Regions from separate parts of the Sus scrofa genome. Here region 2 is linked to region 1. Evidence: chromatin contacts called from public promoter capture Hi-C data. All regions are on one chromosome and are shown on one strand. The core of a region is the stretch at or near the end of the contact, and the rest is flanking DNA. Distances in the headings are between cores, read along the strand shown. Region 1 holds the start of RPL37A (60S ribosomal protein L37a). Region 2 holds the start of ARPC2 (actin related protein 2/3 complex subunit 2).

Evidence for each region. Promoter capture Hi-C pulls out the DNA fragments that hold promoters and counts their contacts.
Region 2: a promoter capture Hi-C map of liver shows a contact between it and region 1, with 5 times the contacts expected there. The contact joins the promoter of ARPC2 here to the promoter of RPL37A in region 1. A contact is called at or near these places in 1 of 5 promoter capture datasets (liver) and 1 of 2 datasets of contacts at active chromatin or transcription factors (skeletal muscle).

The regions. Positions count from the first base shown.
Region 1 is chr15:118,698,144-118,705,201 of Sscrofa11.1, forward strand. It overlaps RPL37A (60S ribosomal protein L37a), which reads left to right and starts at 4,055. Exons shown (of 4, transcript XM_021076246.1): 1 at 4,055-4,215; 2 at 4,545-4,673; 3 at 5,249-5,331; 4 at 6,707-6,831. The coding sequence starts at 4,213. The coding sequence ends at 6,770.
Region 2 is chr15:120,293,399-120,300,456 of Sscrofa11.1, forward strand. It overlaps ARPC2 (actin related protein 2/3 complex subunit 2), which reads left to right and starts at 3,724. Exons shown (of 11, transcript NM_001190239.1): 1 at 3,724-3,782; 2 at 3,996-4,077. The coding sequence starts at 4,004.

The sequences.
Region 1 (7,058 bases), core at 2,805-5,304:
AGAGGGCAGAGAAGCCACATAAATTATTTAAAATTCTTCTGCCAGAGAGATTTGCCTCTTCTCCTCCAGTATTCATTTATTCAATCATTTATTTATACCAGCTTGGACTCATGGATATTTATTTTCTACTTGGGTTAAATACCAATACAACTTTTTTTGTTTACATTTTTTCAGACTTATCCATTGGGAATTCTCTTGATTGGTTCCCATGCTTCCCCACCTCCTTTTTTTTTTTTTTCCCTCCTTTTTGCTTTTTGAGCATTCCTTACTTTCTGGCACTACAAGTGCTCCCTCCAGCCTCATCTTGTATATATGTCCTGCCCCAGTTCTAGAACCAGTCATTTCGCCAAGGAGCCCTGGTTCCTTTCATTGTACCATGATACTAAAAACCAAGATCTGGGTGTTAGGTGTGTTTATTGACGATGGATTTTTTTTTTCTTTTTCTTTTTTTTTGCCACACCTGCAGCTTTTTGAAGTTCCTGGGCCAGGGATCAAACTCGCACCACAGCAGTGACCTGAGCTGCTGCAATGACAACACCAGATCCTTAAGCTACTGTACCACAGGAGAACTCCAATCTTTTAAATTTTTTTCCAATTATAAATACACACTCATTATGAGATACAGAATATAGACATGTATAAAAACAAAAATCAATTAAAATTTTCCTGCTACCCACACGACAATAAGTAGACATTTCACCTTTTCTCTGGAATTATATAGTCAGAGCTGGGATAACAGATGGGGGAAGGTAAAGAGACAACTGCTATGTTCCACCAAAAATCCTGCAGGATGGTGACAACAAAAATTGGTCAGTCAGCTTCCCCAACAGCACTCAGAGTCTGGAAACTCTTCCTAGAATCTTAGAACCTAAGACCTGGATGGGATCTTGGAGATCATCTGGTCCAGCACCTCACTGTAAAGACAGTCACTACTGGGAGGCAGGGAGGCAGGGAGGTGGTTCTCCAGGCCATGCAGGCACTGTAAGTCATACCACAAGGTAGTCACAGAGCCTGGCCTGGACTGAAGGCCAGAGACCCGGTATCAGGTTAAGCACTTTTCTGCTATGATTTTTCAGTGCACTAAATATTATGAGCTGGAGTACAAGCCAACAGTTAAGAGAACTTACTTTGGGGAGTTCCCGTTGTGGTATAGCGGTAATGAACCCAACTAATATCCATGAGGACGCAGGCCCCAGCCCTGGCCTCGCTCAGTGGGTTAAGGATTTGACGTGCCTTGAGCTGTGGTGTAGGTTGCAGATTTGGCTCAGATCTGGTAGTGCTGTAGCTGTGGCCTAGGCCGGCAGCTACAGCTTCTATTTGACCCCTACCCATATGGCATATGCCACAGGTGCAGCCCTAAAAAAAGACATACACACACACACACACACAAAGACAGAACTTTGGAGTCTGATTGATGTGGATTTGAGTTCTAGTTCCACCACTGATTGCTATGTGACCTTGGGCAAAGCACTTAACTTCATCTGAAACAATAACAGTAATAGTTACAACTGTATACTGTTTACTATGTTTCAGGCGCTGTGGCAAACACTTTTCCTGTATTTAACTCCTTGGCTCTTCACAACAATTTTATGAGGGAGGTATTACAATTATTTAGATTTTACAGCTGGGGAAACCAATACAGAGAAAAGTAAAATAATTTGTCAGCGGTCCAACAAAGGGTAAATAGCAGAGCTCTGCTTTGAACCCACAGCTATGTTCCTAACCATTACATGAGACCTCCTCTCTTTATCCTAGTAATGAAGATAAAGATTCTTCCTCTTTCAAAGGACCATAGTGAAAAGTAAATGTGAACATTCCTGTAAAATACTCAGAACAGTGCCCATGATGTGGCGCCTTTCAACAAATGCCAGCTGGCAGTGCTGTTACCATTTCTGTTGCTTTGAGCCCCAGTGATTTTCCTAGTACTGTACTCAAGTCATAAAGGGTCCAAAGATTGTAACCCTATGAAGTACGAAGGATGTAACTGTCTGCAAGTCGCTTTGGCTAACTTGTGAGGAGCCTCGAGCACCTGCAAAATCATTTGTGAACTGAAGCCATTTGTTAGCAGAGTTCTGATTGGAAACAAGGCCAAGTAATCCCAGAATCCCTTTCAGCTCTCATGGTCTTTCTTGGCTCCTAAGTCACAGATTCTTTCTTACCCATTTATTTCAAAATTCTCTGAGCTTCCTCTCCTCCGGCCTTACCACCTTCTAAGGAAAGGCAGCAAAACTTTCTTTTTTCTTTTGCTCTTTTTGCCCACAGCCTGTGGAATTTCCCAGGCCAGAGATCAAATATGAGCCATAGCAGCAACCTCAGCCACTGCAGTGACAATATCAGATCCTTAACCCACTGTACCACAAGGGAACTCCCAGCAAAACTTTCGAGAAAGTGTTCTACATGTTTCCAGGCTATTTGCTGAACATACCTTTCACTTCCTGACCTTAACTGGTAACCTGGCCCTTCTCTGCTGCTCCTTTTGAGAGAGTTGGAAGGATAGGTAAGAGATGTGGTTAAAGATTGAGATGTTGGGGTTTAAGGTTTCAGGCAGGGATCTGACAGCCCAGGATGGGGCTGTGGGCGAAACTGTCGCCTACCAGATCAGTAAAGGATGTTACAGCCATCAAGCCATCAATCACGGAGTTACCCTCAGCTGTGCATCCAGGGGGGATTCAGGATGGAGAAAAATGGGATGCTGGCCTTAGATAGTTAAGATGCATATCAAAGGAATAATTTTTTTGTTTTTCCATTTTGGGCTGCACCCGAGGCATATGGAGGTTCCCAGGCTAGGGGTTGAATCCAAGCTGTAGCCGTTGGCCTATGCCACAGCCACAGCCACAGCAACGTGGGATCCAAGCCATGTCTGCAACCTGTGTCTGAGACCACAGCTCACAGCAATGCTGGATCCTTAACCCAGTAAGTAAGGCCAGGGATCAAACCTTCGTCCTCATGGATCCTAGTTGGGTTCATTAACCACTGAGCCATGAAAGGAACTTCTCAAAAGAATAATTTTAATAAGCCCAGACTCTTGCATTTTCCCACACATAGAAAAGCGCTAAATTCATTAACCTGACATGTCTTTTTCTTTAACGACCAGTAATTTTTTTTTTTTTTTCATCTTTTGGCTGCCCTGCAGCATATGGAGTTCTCAGGCCAGGTATCAGATCCAAGCCACAGTTGTGACCTATGTTGGGGCTGTGGCAAAACCAGCTCCTTTAACCCACTGTGCTGGGTGGGGGATTGAACCTCTGTCCTGGCACTTCAGAGACACCACCCGATCCCACTGTGCCACAGTGGGAACTTCAACAGTAATATTTTGATGTTCCTACCATTTAGTTTTTGTCGCCAAAATTCCTATAAATCCTGGCTCCTCCTTTATTTCTTGGGAGGAGTCCCTCAGAAATATCTGAGAAGCTGTCTTTCCCACATAAGTCCTCAGAAAGTCCACCAAGTAGAAGATGATTCTCATCTCTTAGGTTGTGCGTACTTCCACCCTCCCATCAGGGCCATGGGATGGATTCTGAAATAGAGCGGCAGGCAAACAGAACTGAGACGGAGGGAGAAGCTGCCAGACGAACCTCGACCGTGACTATTCCTCTCCAGCTTTCTCGTCTCAGCCTTTCTCAGGGAGCCCCAGGCTCTTCCTAGGATAGATGGGACCATCTTCCTTCCTTCAGAGCTCTGATTTCTTTGAAATTATAACTTGTTAAAGAGGTCATATGGCTTCCCCTGGCCGGACTATAACATGTAAGAGTGGAGCTTTGGTTTTTCGCCACCGCTATCCTGGCTTCCTGCACAGGGCTTGCCGCTTTCAGAATGCATTATACAGAAAGCGACGAAATTTGGAGTCGTAAAAGTTAAGCACTTTTCTAAGCCAAGTGCCTGTGAGCAAGTCACTTAAAATATGAAGTGTCTGTAAAATGGAGGAAATCATACTTGGTTTTGCAGAACTTGGTGAGATACGTGTAAAATAATGCCGATGGGAGAAAGTGCCTCTGCTATCCAGTCCGTTGCTGCAATCTGTGAATCAGGGTAAACCTGTCAGAAAGAAGGTCGGCCACATTACCCAGAAGGCACCGGGTGGGAGGAGACCTCCGAACCATAGAGTTCAGTTCCTAGCTGGGCCTCCCAGCCGCCGCTTCCGCTCGTCCGCCTAAAACTGCGCCTGCGCACAACCCTTCTTCCTCTCTGGGCTCGGACCGGGTTTGCGGCAAAATGGTGAGTGTTGGTCCCTGTGAGGCCTAGGTGTCTATCTGCGTGCATCTGCCTTTTTCTTGGTTTCTTCGCGCCGACCCGCCTCTGCTCGCCTGTTCGGTCCTGTGTCCCCGGCCTCCGTGCCTTCGCCGCTCCTCAGACGGAGACTGGGGCGGCTTGGCGAAGGCTGGCGCGTCCGGGCTGGGTTAACCCAGTGCCCTCGGACCTTGGTTTTACCAGGATGTGATGGGCGAGCGGGGAGCAGGCGGGGGCTGGGTGGGTGGAAGGATGGTGTGTGGAGGGTCAGAGTCCTTGTTGCTGGGTTTTTCCCTAACTTTTTTTTTTTTTAACAGGCCAAACGCACCAAGAAGGTTGGAATCGTGGGCAAATACGGGACCCGTTATGGTGCTTCCCTCAGGAAAATGGTGAAGAAAATTGAAATCAGTCAGCACGCCAAGTACACTTGCTCCTTCTGTGGCAAAGTAAGATGGGCTGTGGGCCGGGAAGCGGGGGGCGCGGCGAAGAGGGAGGGAGGGAAGGTTTCCTTCCGGAGTGAGGCTTCTTGAAGGAAGTTTATAGATGGTTTGCTGGTTCTCAGAATTGCACATAATTGGTAACCAGTTGCAAGACGAGAGTATTGTTGATAACTCTGGATTTTGTAAAAACCTTTTTTTCCTGTGACGACAAGTGGGAACTAAAGGGTAAACAGTTGACAGTCCCAGCTTAAGCCAAACCAGTTTTGTGGAACACAGTTCTGTCTGTTTTGTCTACCAGTGTCGGGTAGAGATCTTTGTTTAATGTTTGTATGTTTATTGTGTGCAAAAAATACTGTATTCCGGCAATTCTTGTGTTTTTTTTGGGGGGGGGAGTTGCAGATCTTCCACATCCCTGAAAATATCACCACAGTTTATGCAAATTTTGCAGCAGAAAACTTGAAGTTAGGGGAAAAAAATGGTAAAATACACCAGCTTTAATTCTAGTGTAATTTAGATTCTTAGATTTTTGTGATATAAAAGGCTGTTCTTTGGTCAGAGGGAAAATTGGTTGTCTTTTACAGACCAAGATGAAGAGACGAGCTGTGGGCATCTGGCACTGTGGTTCCTGCATGAAAACGGTAGCTGGTGGTGCCTGGACCTACAAGTGAGTCTTATTTCTTTGTCGTAACTGAAAGTGCGTGGACCATGTCACAATTCCAGGTTTGATGTTGAATGGGCTAGTTTAAACTCTTATTAAACAAAAGAATGCTTTTAAAGTGTGATCACATTACTTTAGAATTTTACATTCATTCATTAGGGTCATCAAGGAATGTTGTACAGGTCTGTTGGGCTGACTGCTGAACACTTAAGGCAGGCTGTTTCTTGTCATATATGTATGGAGGCCATCTGGGCTACCACACCTTTGCCCTTTTAAACAATGTGGTTGGACTTTCTCAGTTTTGTGGCTCTGACAAGGACCAGGTGCTATTGCCTTGTGGACTTTTATGCTGGTTATTGTGTGGACTCCTATGGTTATCCAATTCTGAAAATTCGAGCCACCCCCAAAGACCTCTAGTTGTAGAATTCGTTGCTGACCCTGAAGGCTGAGGTGTTTCACTTCTAGTCAGTGTACAGCTGTCCAGTACTAGTACCTTACATATAGTAAAAGGGATACAGCTAGTGTAGTTGATTTTTTTTTTTTTTTTTTTTTTGTCTTTTTGCTATTTCTTGGGCCGCTCCCGCGGCATGTGGAGGTTCCCAGGCTAGGGGTCGAATTGGAGCTGTAGCCACCAGCCTACACCAGAGCCACAGCAACTTGCGGGATCCGAGCTGTGTCTGCGACCTACACCACAGTTCACGGCAACGCCAGATTGTTAACCCACTGAGCAAGGGCAGGGACCGAACCCGCAACCTCATGGTTCCTAGTCGGATTCATTAACCACTGCACCACGACGGGAACTCCTGAAATTTTTTTAAATTTAAAATTAAAGTAGTGTAAAATAATTGGAAAATGTTGAAATGATAACATGGAGATGTGTGTATATATAGGTAGATAGACACCTTGTGGGGTTTTGAGGACAAAAATGGGGAGTGCGGTGCACTTGATTGTGATGGTAAAATGAATTAGTATTCATATGTCTTCCCTGTGGGGTGGGATGGATGTTTTTCAAATGCTCTTTCTGAATATTGTGGCAAAATGTACTGTCATTTCCAAAACGTGCTTTAGTCTGTTCTACTGCTTTAGACGTCTTCTTGATACTGCTCATTGATGGTACACATCTTATAATTTATTAGTTTCTTCTGACAGTCTGTCCATTCCCTTTTAATGAGTTAGCTTCTTGCAACCATTTCTTCCTGTTAATTTTATGCTCTCCTGTCTGAGAAATCAGATGCATGAGATTGTCTTCACATCCTGAAGACATGACAGTTGATGGATGTAAGATTAAGATTATAATGTAAAACGGAGGCAGGTTTCTTACTTGCCGTTTCACATGTTAACTAGTTGATTATCTTGGAACCAAATTTGTTTTTCTTTCCAGCACCACTTCTGCTGTCACAGTAAAGTCTGCCATCAGAAGACTGAAGGAATTGAAGGACCAGTAGAAGCACCACCAGTGGAAATTTTGCTAGCCTATAATAAATGGGTTAATTTATGTAACAGAACTACTTTGGTTTGTTGACATTCTTATTTGCATTAATTTTGCTTTCTTAAAAAAGACTTGGAAATTAAAATCCTTTTAATTTTCTTATAAAATCATGCTGAGATGGGTTGTCACAATCTATTGGTTTTTTTGGTAGTCAGATGATATATGACATAAGCCTAAGGCTTTCCTTGCCAGTTCGACTTCTTTGAGATACATCACGCTGTGCAAACTTGTTTTAAAATCACAG
Region 2 (7,058 bases), core at 2,474-4,973, 1.6 Mb after region 1:
ACGTACAAAGGATCAGGAATATGAATAGGAATCAGAATTTTTACAATAGTAACCCGGGAAGGTAGAAGAAAACTAATAACACCTTTAAAATTATGATGGAAAATTATTTTCAAACTTGAATTCAAAAACCAGCCCAACTATAAATCCAACTACAAATCGTGTTAGAATAAAACTAAGATGTTTTAAAATGTACAGTGATCCAACAGCATATCCCCTATCTCTCTTCCTTACAAAGTTACTAGAGGTGCTTTAGCAAAACAAGGAAGTAAATCAAGGAAGAGGAAGGCATGGGATCCAGGAAATGGGCAAAACCAGCCCAGAACAGCAATGAAGGAAAATTCCAGAGTGGCAACTATACAGCAAGTGTAGGGAGTAGTCAGTCCGGATTGAAACAGGAGGAAGGAGGCTCTGAGACAACGATTCTAGAGAAAAAATGGAACGTATGCATTTGAGTATATGGAAAATATTGCCCAACTCTTGGACAGTCTTAGAGCACTTGCAGGGGTGGAGGCAGCTAACTGTAGATAATATAGAAAATTGACAAGTGAGGAAAAAAGGCAATAATGAACCTTTAAGAAAAATGAAGGGAGGAGTTTCCCTTTTGGTCAACAGGCTAAGAACCTGACATGGTGTCCGTGAGGTGGGTTCAATTCCTGGCCTCGCTCAGTGGGTTAAGGATCCGGCATTGACGCAACCTGCCGTATACGTTGCAGATGTGGCTCAGATCCAGAGTTGATGTGTCTGTAGTATAGGCCAGCAGCTCCAATTCGACCCCTAGCCCGGAAACATCCACATGCCTCAGATGCAGCCATAAAAAGAAAAGAAAAATAATGAAGTGGAACTATATCTAATTTCCTGGGATAAAACATAATGGAAGGAAATATTAAAAAAGAATATATATATATATATGCACATATATAACTGAGTCACTGTTGTACAGCAGAAATTAGCACAACATTGTATATCAACTAATTTTTTTTTTAATGGAAGTCTGTATAAGCTAGAAGGCATGGTTGTAGGGCACCTATTGGCTCACTGGCAAACAATGTTTGCATACATAATTTAAATGCTGATTATACATAATTTAAATATACATAATTTAATATGTATGTGTATATGCAGATTTAAATTATACATAATTTAAATGCTGGTTTGTTTGTTTTTGTTTTGCTTTTTAGGGCTGTACCCGTGGCATATGGAGGTTCCCAGGCAAGGGGTCAAATCAGAGCTGCAGACACCGGCCTAAGCCACAGCCACAGCAACACTAGATCTGAGCTGCATCTTCGACCTACACCACAGTTCACAGCAACACTGGATCCTTAACCCACTGAGCAAGGCCAGGGATCGAACCTGCAACCTCATGGTTCCTAGTCGGATTCATCCCCACTGCACTACAATGGGAACTCCCTAAATACTGATTATTGGGGGGTTTTTTGTTTTGTTTTTGTTTTTGTTTTTTTGTCTTTTTGCCTTTTCTAGGGCCGCTCCTGCGGCATATGGAGGTTCCCAGGCTGAGGGTCCAATAGTAGCTGTAGCCGCCAGCCTACGCCAGAGCCACAGCAACGTGGGATCTGAGCCGCATCTGCAGCCTACACCACAGCTCACAGCAACGCCGGATCCTTAACCCACTGAGAAAGAGCAGGGATTGAACCTGCAACCTCATGGTTCCTAGTCAGGTTCATTAACCACTGCGCCACGACAGAACTCCCTGATTATTGGTTTAACTAAAAATTGTTACATAACAGTGGAGGTGGAGAACAGAAGTGATAGTCATGTTCTTATCTATCATGATAGGAAGCCAACAAATAATCTTTAAAATTAACAAATCAAGAATTAGTAGCGTAAGCATTTATTTAGATATGTGGATCTAATCTGGATGAACATATAAAAGAGTTGAGGCTATTGCCGCTAAAGAGTAGGCCAGGGAACTCCTTCTTCCATTACAAGTCTTTATAGTATATGTAGTCTGCATATACTTTTAGTAATGTATCTGCATTATTTCGTTCAATAAACAATGTTAAAACGTTAGCATAGGCGTTTCCATTGCAGATCAGCAGATTAAGAACCCAACTAGCATCCATGAGGCTATGAGTTCAATCCCTGGCCTTACTCAGTGGGTTAAGGATCCAGTGTTGCCACAAGTGCAGCATAGGTCGCCTATGAGGCTCAGATCTGGCATTGTTGTGGCTGTAGCACAGGCAGGCAGCTGCAACTCCAATTTGCCACAGGTGTGGCCATTAAAAAAATAGAGGGAGTTCCCTTCGTGGCTCAGCGGTTAACGAACCTGACTAGGATCCATGAGGATGCAGGTTCAATCCCTGGCCCCACTCAGTGGGTTAAGATCTGATGTTGCCATGAGCTGTGGTCTAGGTCACAGACACTGCTCTTGAATCCTGAGTTGCTATGCCCATGGCGTAGGAGGGCGGCTGTAGCTCCGATTGGACCCCTAGCCTGGGAACCTCCATAAGCAGCAGGTGTGGCCCTAAAAATCAAGAAAAAAAAGAAAGAAAGAAAGAAAAAAGAAGAAGAAAAAGAGGAATGAAGGAAAGCAGAAAGGAAGCTCTATAGAAGGTCTCTACTAAGTGGATGGAAAATATGACTTGAGTCTTCTGAATTGGAAAAGAAAGCAGGAGCACCCCTAAACAGAAAAAAAGAGAGTTAGCAAATAATTTGGGGGTATTTGCAATGTCTTGAAGTTTATCCATGTCCAGTAAATAAATTCATTTTGAAGAGCTGTCTGGGCCTGATGACAAGAGCTAGTTTTTGTCAATTTTTGCCTCCCTGATACTTTCTTAAGAACACTTAGCAGAAAATAAATCAATACTCCTAAAAAGAGCTCAGCTAAATTTGTTAGATTCTCCCTGGAGAAGGAAAAGTACAAAACCAGGCACACAGGCAGACGCAACACAAAAATGAGTTCATTTTCCTCACACAGATGAGTAAAAAATTATGTCTCTGGCAGAGGTGCTGGGAGGTAAGGCAGAAAAAAATCACGTTTGGGGCACCTAGAGGCATCTCCAGGCACAGAAAGGGAGACAAGAGAGGAACCCAGGGAGGCTTATTCACTTTGGTGACGTCTCATTCCTTTCCTTCTTTGCTCTTTTAACCGATTTGTAGTTACATATCTGAAAGTTTGTTGTCTGTTTCCTTTGCCAGACTATAAGCTCCACGAGGGCGGAACCTCATCTGTTTCAGGCGTCACTGTATCCCCAGCACAGAACAGGAGCCCACTTAACATTTGCTGAGCAAATTAAGGCACGATGGTGCCACTGGACAGCCATTAGTGTGGCATGAGGAAGGATCACACCGACCACAAAGTGAGAGTAAAGACGCCGACTAGGAAATGAAAACAGTGAGCTTCTTGTCAGAAATAACAGGACCTCGTGCGTAGAAGTAAACTCTTCGGGAGTGCAGGATGCAAGCGCTGGACCGCGAGGCAGGCCTCGAGGAATGACAGCTAGCCGGGAGACACACTTTCAACAGCGGGCCGAGGGCGGGGCTGTGGGAAAGTGGAGAGTCGCGGCATCGCGCGTGCGCACGCGCGGCCTCCGCCCCTTCACCTGGTGCGCCTGCGTGCGCGCGCACGAGGGGTCGGAGCGGAAATGGCGCCGCGGGGCCTCGGGGCCGCGCGTCCGGGCGGCGAGCGGAAGTGGGTGTGAGAGCGGAAGTGGCCGGCTGGAGCCGGGGGCTGGGCGGGGACCGAGCTTGTCGGTGAGGCGGCAGCGGCGGCGGCGGCGGCGGCGGCGGCGGCTCGGCAGGCGGGTTCAGGCTTCGGGGGCCAGGTCGGTCGGGTGGGTGGGTGTCTCCACAGTCAGTGCGTGCGCGGGCTAGCACGCGCGTCTTCCCCTTTCCCCCACCCTGGTCCCTTTCCCCTTCTCCCCTAACCTTCCCCACCCAGCCCCCCTCCTCAGGGGGCAGCAGGGCCGCTCCCTCCGTCCTTTCCTCCCTTACCCACCCTCACCCGCCCTTGTTTCTCCTTCCCCTGTCCGGGGCAGCCGCCGCCATGATCCTGCTGGAGGTGAACAACCGCATCATCGAGGAGACGCTCGCGCTCAAGTTCGAGAACGCGGCCGCCGGGTGAGCGCGCGCCTAGGGCCGGTGGGTGGCGGGGGAGGCAAAGTTGACCCCTGCCAATCGTTCAGACCGTCATACGTGGAGTAGGGAGGTGGGAGACCTGGCCGGGTGCAGGGACTGCCCCGGCGGGGTAGACATGGGAGGTGGTTGGGCGCGGCGGGGTGAGGGGCAGAGATGCGTGGGGAGAGGCTCAGAGGAAGGATGCGGAAGCAGTGAGTGGACAGGAGTGCGCGTGCCAAAGAGACCTGTGGGACGTGAGGGTAGCTTGGACCGGAACTCTCGCTGGAGGATCCCATTGCCCTCTGGAGCGAGCAGGGGACCGCTTCCCACCGTATTCTCCCGTCATTGTTCAGAACCCGGAGAGAGCCCATTGGGGATTGGGTTGGAAGGAGTTTTCAGGGATTCCCAGGACTGGAAGAGTGAAGAAGATGTACCCAGAAGAGGCGCAGATCACCACCAGCCTTCTCGCTCCCCACCCCCACCTCCTCGTCTAAAGGAGCCAGAGGGAAAGCTGAAGGCAGGCCCAGTCTTGCAGCCGGAAAACCCGATCTCTCTAGTTTTCCTTCACCGAACCCTTCTGTAACAGACACTGCCTATTTTGTCACATTTCGCAAGCAAAGTTAATACCCCCCCCATCCACACCCCTTCCTTATCACTCCTCTGAGGTTCTATTCTCCTTTCTCCACCCAGTATCCTCTATCTGGTTGTTTATCTTTTTAAGTTCTTGTATCATACCCCTGGCCTGTGATTTCTTCTGTAGTAATTCTGGCCCAGATAACACACTGAAATGCCTTCAGAGCCTGTAACGTTCTTAGATAAACCTGTTTTTAACCATTGGCCCTTTTAAAAATGGGCTTTAGGAGATGTTTCTAAGGCAGCCGTCTCTGTCAAACGCAGAACCAGTAGAAAGACGACCTCCCCCCAAGTTGTTCGCTTGTCTGATACAATATTTAAAACATGAACCAAGGAATTGGTTTTAGCTCCTAATTTTGGATGGCCTGCGGCCAGTCTCTTTGCCTCATTTCCCCATCCCTTGAGGATGGGGCTTCACATCTTGGTTACACAGTGGAGGAAGTAAGTGCAAACTGTTTCTGGCGAACTGGGAACTAGGAATAGGAGAGTAAGTGCTTGAAGAGTCACAGATGGGAGAGTATTGGTGAAGGGGAAATTCTAAGTGGACAAAACGAACTTGTGGCTTGGAGGCATTTTGAAAAAAAAAATGCTTTTAACCAACTGCTTAAATTGAATATATTGTGTCTTCTAATCTCTTTTATAAAGCCATAGATTTTATCTATAAAACAAAGAACAACTTTCCTTGAAGTAACATAGGCAGTGAGCAGTAGCTACTGTTTCCTGTCAGGGGCTGCAGTTACTTATATTTTAGGTTAGCTTGCTTCTTGTCTTCAGCTTTGCTTACCAGTTCCTTTGCATTTTAAATGTTTGAGCGAATCAGCTTAGTGGCTTATTTTGGGTGATTGCTGGGTACTTTTTTGAGCAGTGTAGCACATAGGAGGAAGTTAAATTAACTTCTGCATTTTCACAGATGATCTTAAGTGAATTAATTCGCAAGTTTAAACTAGCAAAAAATGAGACCTGGATGGTTATAAGCTGATCTACAAGATATATCCCTGTGCATTTTCAAGTAGAAGCATGCCTTGTAGTGTAAGAGTATATTCACATCTACTTGTGTTTTAATATCTCGTGATTCTGAAATGTAGCCCCTTATAGAGCTTCAACTCTTTTCCCTTTTAGAATAGTTCGCTTAAAAAGATTTACTAATCATTTCAGCAGGAATAAAGTAGTCACTCAAGTCCGGAAGGGATAAGTTAGAATTTCTGGGCCTTTTTTTTTTTTAACAAAGTATATGTTGTGGCAATGTCAAATAGTGGAACAGGGCAGCAAGGTTTTGGCTTTTACTCTGGCCCATCTTCCCTTTGAGATGTGATTTTAAATAAGTGGGCTCAAAGCATGTTCTGCTGGAAAGCACTTTGAAAATCTTTCGAAAGAGACCATGATATTCAGCCTCGAAGGCAGGGCTTTCCTGGGATTGCACATGTACCTTTTAGCAGAAGCCTGCCTCTAGAAGGAATGTGAATTTCCAGGCATACCACCAGTAAGGTGAGGCGGCAGTGAAGTAGTTAAGTATTTATCAAAGCGCAGGCCTAGCCAGAACTTCCAGAGAAGGCTATCTGGTGTGATAATCATAAACATTTATGGGGTTCTGCCAGTGCTCAGCACCAGGCAGGAACAGAAAAGAGGGGCCTTTCTGAGAGAGTCTGTAAGAAAGTTACAGAGGAGTGTTGGGGTGGACATTAAAGAAAGGCAGTAGCTTGGAGGAGAAACCCTGGAGATTGGAAAGGCTTGGGAACCTGCTGGGAGAGGTCAGCCCCTCCCTGCTTTACACTTCTCAGCAAATCAGTTGGGGAAATTAGATTCACAGTGGCCTTCCCCACAGTGGACCTTCCAACTCTGTGATGTCCAGTAATGATAGCCAGCAGCTGTGTGTGGTAGTTAAGTTTAAATAAAAATTGAAGTGAATTAAAATTAAGCTCCTCAGTTACACTAGCCACAGGTCGAGGCTCAGTTGCCGTGTGTGGCTAGTAGCAGCCGTATTTGGGCAGCACAGATAGAGAGCATTTCCACTATTGCTGAAAGTCCTATTGGATAACACTGCTCCAGCTACTGAAAATGTAAGCATGAGATCGTCTTAAAAATAGTTCTGTGGTATATACTTGAGAGTACAGTTATAGTAATTTTGCTTTTGAAGTTGGTCTTTTTTTGAATGGTACCTCTCAGAGCATGGTAATGGATTTATGGTAGGTCCGTCTCTGTGGGCCTATCATAGTGTACCCATGCTAGAGTAGACTGCAGCCTCAAACCACTGCTCAGCCTCCTTACCTGTGGGCTGCGAGCACTGAAGGGAGTTTGTACAGTGTGAAAATAAGATGATGCCTCTCATCATCCTGCTGAATCTTGCCTGTGAC